Linked DNA regions of Zea mays: region 1 is linked to region 2. A link is a contact called in public Hi-C data. All regions are on one chromosome and are shown on one strand. Each heading gives the region's core, a stretch centred on a gene start, on an enhancer-like site or on the middle of the called end of the contact. The rest is flanking DNA. Distances are from core to core; before and after follow the strand shown. Region 1 holds the start of LOC103652969 (nucleobase-ascorbate transporter 2). Region 2 holds the start of LOC100273208.

Region 1 (4,037 bases), core at 1,146-3,645, 150 kb after region 2:
CCATTCCTTCATCCAGTCCCCGGGCCATCTCTTCCGAAAAGTCGGCACGGGACAGCTTGACCCAGAGCGGGCACCGAAGCTATAACAGCCAAAATTGTTATGATATTGCTCTTTGCCCCAGGGTTTCGTCTCATATACTAGCTCATGTAAATTACAAAAGCTTTTTGCATTTGGCTCCAAGCCCTGACTCCTCACGGCCCAGACAAAGATTCCCATTCTTATGATTGCTTCGGGCGTAATTTGATGCAGGTAGACTTGATAAATCTTCAAAACCTCAACCACAAATTTGCTTAATGGAAGCCGAAGCCCAGCCTTAAAAAAGCTTCGAAAGATCACAACTTCATTCTCTTCGGGAGTAGGCACAGTCCTCTCTCCGTCATCAGCCCTTACAATAGACATGTCCCGAAAATATCTTCCCCTCATATTATCAAGATGACTCTGTTTAATAGTTGATTTTCCAAAAACTGTATGGCTTGGTCGCCAGGGTCGATCTTCGGAGTCTTCTCCACCACTTTCCACATCATAACTATCACTATCACCAGTATCTTCAGACAAGCCTTCCAAAATCTCCCTGGTAATCTTCTCTGTATTTGTCTTTGCCATTAATTCAAGAAAACCAAGATTCTTCTCTTCATAAAGGCTCAGCTTCGACTCAGCGACAGCTTTCTTGTCTTCAGACATCTTCGAAAATGCTGATAAACTTCTCTTAGAAACGAAGCTTAAAAATTTAAAAAAGCCAATCAAGTGTTGGTGCGCAAGAGCTAAAAATTGAGTAAGCAAGAGCAGATGGCAAGAAAGCGTGCCAAATGAACTCGTGGTGAGCTCCTATTTATACGCCTAGTACGTTGAAAACCGGAGGGTCCCGCTTGTCAATGACTGTTGCTATTCTAGCAAAGAGAAGGTGTTTTTTCGGACCTTCGGCTTAAGGCCTTCGTCCATGTCGCAATCTAAATTTATCATTCTAACAAATTAATATTGCGAGGGGCTACTGTTGGGGGCCTTCGGCTTCCGAAGGTCCTCAAAAACATGATTTAACAATGTCTCTGGATTATAATGTGTGGACAGGGATCTTCGAACAAGAACCCACGGTATGAAGAAGCATGAAAACAATACGAAGGATGGAACAGAGCCAAAGCTGTGCGCAAGGGAGCTTCGGCATGGTGGCAAAAAGAAGGAAACCGACTTAAAGAGGAAAAGACTATCTAGACCTAGATAAATTACTATAGAGTTATTGTCAAAAAAGCAAAGGGTCTGGTTGTAATTTTGCATGGGCTGCGACCCGTGCCTATAAATAGGTGAACAATATTCCTGTACTGTTCACGCTGACTTGGCATTCACTTTTGCATCACGCTTGTACCCTTATTTTCCCTCGAGCCGAAGGTACATTTATAATTTGTTATTGTTGATATAGTAACGCAAATAAAAATAATTTAATAATAATGTTTAAAGGGTTTATGTTATTTTTCATATCTTGCATATGAATCCCTCTTCATCATTTATTGTTCTTATGAAGGTTTGTCCTTCATAACCTTCGTCTGGAACTCATTATATCCGAAAGTAGATAATGCTTTGAAGGACGAAGGACCTTAACATTTAACACTTTTTATATTGCCTTGTTCTTAACTCTTAGCATTTGAGAACAAGTCTCCAATAGACCCGTCAAAGCCTACTGGATATTAAACATTTCTGAGTTAGTTGTACTTTTTTCTTCTAACTAAAGGTTTTTAATGAGACAACCACAAAATAACTCCGTTTTATATTGGTCATATATGTTATGTACATTTTTATGTTTTATTTCATTTGATTTATTTCATTTATTAAATAAACTGCTATGTATTACGGTTCTGTTAAAATAAGTAGACCTGATATATTATAATATTTTTGGCTATTTAGTCTAATCCAACATATTTAAGTAATAGTTATGTACCCGTGCGTGACACGACGCCTAAACTGTAAATATAACAATTGTTTATTTTAAAAATACTAAGATACATGTAATATGATGGTTAGCCCTAAATTTCTGAAGCACAGGGTTGTGGGTTCAAGTGCTCACTTTGCTGCACTATTTTTTGTGGATGCTAAATGTGGAGAGGGTAAAACCATAATAGCACAGGTGTCTATATTAGGTTTTTAATACAGTAGTATAAATTTATGGTACACCACATTCTATAATTAATTGAGGTAGACCGTGTTTTAATGTGTCTGGACAGGGTAAAATCATAGTAGCACATGTGTCTATATTAGGTTTTTAATACAGTAGTATAAATTTGTGGTACACCACAGTCTATAATTAATTGGGGTAGACCGTGTTTTAATGTGTCTGGGCTGTGTCGTACAGGACCGGCCCAGATGTAAGTGTATAAGAAAGATGCCAGCAAGTTATTATGAGAGAGAAACAGAAACAGAGCAGAGTGTGCAGAGGTAGAGCGATCAGCGATGAAATGAAGTGCATGCAAACAACAAAGCAATGTGCGTACAGGCCCATTCCTCTCTCTCTCGGTCTCTCCTAACCCCGTCCTGTGTGTGATTCCCTCGTTTGCTCCGTTCCCAGCTTTCCTCCTCCTCGCACAGGCTCCCCTCTAAAACCCTCTGCCTCCACTGTAAATCTTTGCAAAGCTGATTTCTAACAGCAAGAATTCGCTGTTTCTGTTACCGCACCCTCCAGGGGCCTATACATCCAGCGCCTGCCTGGCTTGCTTCATTCGTGGATCTGAGAGCATTTTGCTGCATTCAGTAACATTCTCGGAGGGGATTTCTCCGTGCTGCTTCTGTGGATTTCTCTGAGAATTGTCAGCGGGATTTGTGAGCATTTCGTGCGGTGTTTTCATGGTTCCTTTGTTTGGCATGTGTTAGCGAATTCCTCAGCATTGAAGATTTTTGAGTCCCCTCTGGAGTGTTGAGGGTCACTAAGTTCTTGATCATTCACTAAATATTGTTTTTCAGTTTTAGTTTCATGTTTAGAGGACATTGGTACTGTTTTGCAACCATTCCAGATTGTTGCACATCTGAAAGTTTGCACACCTTTGTGGGAAAAGAATGACGCTTTATTTTTCTGGAGAATGAATTCCTGTGGCATCTGATGCTCTAGGACCATAAAGCTTGCAACTTTAGTGCTGTCCTACCTCAGTAGACTGAAGCTGTTTTTCCCCTGCTTGGTTGGTATTGATCGTCGTGGGCAAAGCAGAGGAAGACCCTCCCATGGAGATGACTGACATGAAACCAGAGGAGATGAGCCACCCTCCCATGGACCAGCTGCTCGGAATGGAGTACTGCATAGACTCCAACCCGTCCTGGGGTAAGTACTGAGGCACCTAGGCTTGTATGATTCATTCATTTAGCTATGTTGTGTCTTTATGGTACTAAATATGCGTCTCTTTGATGACGCAGGAGGAGCTGTTTTGCTGGGCTTCCAGCATTTCATCCTTTGCTTGGGGACGGCAGTGATGATCCCCACCTTGTTGGTTCCCCTCATGGGAGGAAATGCTGTAAGGGTCCTTTCATTATTCAACTTTGTTGCTGTTAAACCATATCTATTGGTGTTTATATTGAAACAAACTACTCCATCTTATTCCAATTTTTAGGTTGTTTTCGCTTTTCTAGACACAACTTCTATTATGCTAGACATGTATTATATCTAGTTGCATAGCAAAAGCTATGTATCTAGAAAAGCCAAAACCACCTATAATTTGAGACAGAGGATGATAGAATTCAATAATTAGATTTGATTCTAGATTATCCATGTAATTCAAGCATAGAAAGTTATGTTTTTAATATCATCATTTCTGGTGTAAATGCGTAATAAGGTTGATAATACTGGTCACGTTATTTTGATTTCATACATACTTCCCTACATATCTGATAGGATTTGAGGTTATTGAATTAATAATCTCGATGTTTAAAACTAAGATATCTCCTGTTCCATAAAGCATCATTGATGTTTAGATAGTTTTTAGCCTTGTGCCATGATAAAGAGCTCAAAATAGTGCGGTATTGCCTCGCTTTTATGTATCCAGAATTCATCTTTTTGAATGATGGAC
Region 2 (4,228 bases), core at 1,616-4,115:
ACGAAAAAAAGAACTAAGTAGGTTTCGACCCATTAAAGGAGTCAATGGCACGCACACAAAGCAGGAGGAAATTGGTACCCTGCGAGGCTGGCAAAGTCGGCACAAGAAGTAGGCAGAGTAGAGGCAGCAGTTGTGGGCTCAGGTGCGGCTATAAAAAAATATTCCCGTTTGGGATTGGCGGAGTTGGTAGAAAGCACAGTTGACGATAAGCTGGTACTAGTTTCATTCTTTCTATTCCAAAATCCAATACCCGGAACTGGTAAATCAAACAATGTAGGCACACGTTGGCACAGTTCTAAAGTGGAATCGTAGAACAGAATGTGATAAGATGAGACAGAATGCAATAGAAACAAGGATAGCGAACGAGTTACCTACTCCTATGGGTCAAAGCAAGCCTTTTAATTCAATTCTTTATTCTTACATTAAAGAATGAATCAAATCTCCCCAAGTAGGATTTGAACCTACAGGACCAGTCAGTTAACAGCCGACTGCTCAACCACTGAGCTACTGAGGAACAAAGGGAGATTCGACCTCCTAAAGTTCAACTTCCACTCTCAACTCGTGAACAATATGAGTCCGAAGCTTTTTTCGTAACTCCAGTAGTGGCTCCCTTCCATACCTCATTTCATAGGGAAGCCCAAAGTGGCTTTATTTCATTCTATTTCACTTCTTAGGCTGGTGCCAGTGCGGGCGGCAGCGCGGGCGAGAAGAGGCCGCTGCCGCCCGCGCGCAGGCGATAGGCGGGCGAGAGGCCGGCGCCGGGCGATGGCGCTGGCGCCCGGCGAGAGCGGGCGATATCGCCTCGCTCTCGCCCGCGCTGGAGCGCCCGCCCGGGCGAGAGGCGGGCGAGAGGGAGGCGAGAGGGAGGCGAGGCACTGGCGGGGCGAGAGCGCGGGCGAGAGCGACGTGGCGCGATCTGATTGGTCCACGTGTCGCGATCTGATTGGTCCACGTGTGCTAGCCGTTGCAACTAGCCGTTTTTGACCGTTTGGAGTCCAAAAAATTCGAAAAAAATTGCAAAAAATCACAAATTTCATCCCCAATCCCTCTATATATACCCCTACCCGGGTGGAGCTCATTCCACACACCATTCCATCTCATTTTTCTCTTCCAAACTCCCCTTTCTTCACACAATGTCGGGTTGGTCCCCAGATTTGAACACCTTCACGGATCTCTTGCAGTCCGATGGGTCACCTACAACCCTTCCGTTAGATGAGTCTTCTTCACTACATCGTCGCTCCGATGTTTCAGCCTCACTCCCCCGTGCACTATTTCCGGCTGCGCGTCCACCACCATACCCTTATCCCTATCATTTGTATCAATATCCACCGTCTTCATATGGTCAACCTCCAACTTCCCAAGCCGGAATTCAAGCCTCATTCCCGGTACGTCCGTATGCCCCTCCTCCACCTGCTGCGGACGGAAGTCAAGCTTCTTTCCAGATACCTCCATACGCCCCTCCTTCATATGCTCCACCTCCGTATGGAGTACCTCCTTATGCTCCATATGCTCCACCTCCGTATGGGGCACCTCATCCATATGCTCCACCTACGTATGGAGCACCTCCTCCAGTTGCACCTTTATCTGTTGGATCTGAAAACCAAGCTGAGGAAAATCCCGTGCCGAAGGAAAAGCGTCCAAAGAGGCTAGAGTGGACGAAGGAAGACGAGGAAAAGCTGGTGAGTGAATCGTTTCTCATTTATTTAATCTTGATTTTTTTAGTTTACTTATATTATAGGTTTTATTGTAGGTTAATGCTTGGTTTATGCATTCTAATGATCCCATCTCCGGCAACAATAAGAGCGGATCAAGTTTCTGGGGCCAAATAGCGGCAACATATAACTCCACCTCCGACCCTATCCGTCATCGAACCGCCAAGCAACTTAAAGATCATTGGGTCACCTACAACCGGGAGGTGACCAAGTTCATTGGATTCTACCTCCAAGAAGAAAGGTTGCGTCAGAGCGGAGCTGACGATGCAATGGTCATGGATGCAGCAATGGCGAGGTTCGAGGGTAAAATGGGGCATCCATTTAAGCGCCATCATTGGTGGCAAGTTGTTCGCCACGAGCCCAAGTGGTCAGCAAAGCATGGTCTTGGTAGTGGATCTGATTCGACTGCGAATAAGAGAACCCGACTCGGAGTCTCTGGTGAATATAGTTCTGGAGGCACTGAAGACACCGAGGAGGAAGTGCCCCGACCAGTGGGGCGTGATAGGGCAAAGGCGGCTGCGCGAAAGACAAAGACGAAGGGGAAAGGGAAGGAAGCCACGAGCAGCGAATCAACAAGTGAAGCATTCAAAATGAAGAACTTGTGGGGTGGATTAGTGAAGGCCAAGCTTTTGAAGCAATGGAACATCCTAAAGGGCCGATCAACCAGAGATATGGACCCGGCTGAAAGACGTACCCATGACAGGGCCGTAAAGATGGTCGAAAAAGAACTTGGTCTGCTAGATGACGAAGAAGAGGAACCGGAAGCGGAACGTGAAGAGGAGGAAGATGAGGATGAGATCGAGGAGTCCGATTAGAGTTATGTAATTTTATTTTAATTATCATGTCATTTTATTTTAATTATTATGTACTTTGTAATTTTTAATTCAATAAAAAATATTATGTTGTGTGTTTTCTGAGCGTTGAAATAAATCCGCGTGAATTACTTAATTCTGAAATAGAAAAGCTGACGTGGCTATAGCCTGAGGCTGTAGTCTGCTGCAGCCTGTGCACTGGAGCAGCAGGGGCGAGAGTGGAGGCGAGAGCTGACGTGGCAGGGGCGAGAGGGAGGCGGTGCACTGGACTCAGCCTTAGCACTTCATACCGACATCAGCAATAAATCTTCACTGACAACCGGTCCCAGCACGTCCTGTCTCACCTGTCATACGCGGTTACGTCCCCTTCGCCCCCCGTTTGGGCTCCAGAAGCTTCCCCTTCCGTCTCCATATCTTCTTCTTGGTCCGCCGTCTCCACTCCGCGTTCCCTGGCTCCCTGCGTTGCGTCTTGGGGGAGAGAGAGAAGTGGGAGACCCGCGAGAGGCTGCCGTGTAGGGACTAGGGACCGTAGAGTAAGCGACAGCGAAGGAGGGAGAGGGGGATGGCCGGGATCGGGCCGATCAGGCAGGACTGGGAGCCGGTGGTTGTGCGGAAGAAGGCACCCACCGCCGCTGCCAAGAAGGATGAGAAGGCCGTCAACGCCGCGCGCCGCTCCGGCGCGGAGATCGAGACCATGAAGAAGTGTAAGTGGTTCGTAGGTTTCGGTTGGTATCTTAACTCGATTTGGGATCCTTTTTCTTTTGGGTTTCGATTTCATCCATTTTGCAGCCCAGCCGGCTGTGCTTTTCGGTGGCGGGATTCGACGAATAGGGTTTCAGCTTTTTATTCTTCGATCATGATGATGTTTTAGTGCACTTTGGGAATTCTTCTTGCCTTTGCAGGCTAGGGTTTGAGGAAGGGGCTCTTACTATTGGCTTCAAATGGATTTCTTTCCTGCTATGTTTTTCTTTGTTATATAGTTCCTTTTCTCTGATTCTGCTCGATCTGTCATTATCTGCAGTCAACGCTGGTATGAACAAGGCGGCGTCCAGCGGCACATCCCTCAACACCAAGCGCCTCGACGACGACACAGAGAACCTCGCCCGTGAGCAATCATCTGTCTCGGGCCATTTTTCCCATGAACAATCTGATCGACGTTTTTTTGTGCCTAGGATCCCAATAGATAAATTCGGGCACTTGTCCACCGTTGATGTGATAAATGATTTATATATGTTCATGTTCACATCTCTCGCTGTTGATGATGTTTTCTTTTAAGATGGATTCTATACCTAGTGCTTTAAGGCTCTCACTTTATTAGTAACACTAGCCAAAATTTCTCTTCTTAGGATTTAGATGGGAAAGTAATATCTCTTGTTTGCACAATTGTTAAATTATCATCGTGCATCCATTGTTTCTTTGTTTCTGGCCATTTCGTTATGGCAAATCATGGATGTTTTATAAAATGATGCTTTCTTGGTTGGCCACTTGTTTGAAAGTCTGTGGATAAGTTTTGTATCCTATGACATTGATTTACTTGGGGGAGTAAGTTTGAAATATTGCAGTGTTTGTGTCTATAACAATTTGCTTGTTGCATCAATCAACCTTGATAACATTTGGTACTTTCAACCAACTAGCCATTTGCACACCATCATATAATATATTTGTTTATGTTAGCTGATGAGTTTCCACAGACTTAATTACTAA

The links. Hi-C and Micro-C count contacts between places; a contact is called where the count stands out from the background.
Region 1: a Hi-C map of ear shows a contact between it and region 2, with 2.3 times the contacts expected there. The contact joins the promoter of LOC103652969 here to the promoter of LOC100273208 in region 2. A contact is called at or near these places in 3 of 25 Hi-C or Micro-C datasets (ear and leaf).

What each region holds. Positions count from the first base shown.
Region 1 is chr4:26,754,461-26,758,497 of Zm-B73-REFERENCE-NAM-5.0, forward strand. LOC103652969 (nucleobase-ascorbate transporter 2) reads left to right here and starts at 2,396. Exons shown (of 14, transcript XM_035967207.1): 1 at 2,396-2,469; 2 at 3,185-3,295; 3 at 3,388-3,485. The coding sequence starts at 3,199.
Region 2 is chr4:26,602,017-26,606,244 of Zm-B73-REFERENCE-NAM-5.0, forward strand. LOC100273208 reads left to right here and starts at 2,866. Exons shown (of 4, transcript NM_001360221.1): 1 at 2,866-3,228; 2 at 3,546-3,629. The coding sequence starts at 3,087. LOC103652968 (ribonuclease 3) reads left to right here and starts at 695. Exons shown (of 2, transcript XM_008679949.3): 1 at 695-1,679; 2 at 1,751-2,610. The coding sequence starts at 1,134. The coding sequence ends at 2,527.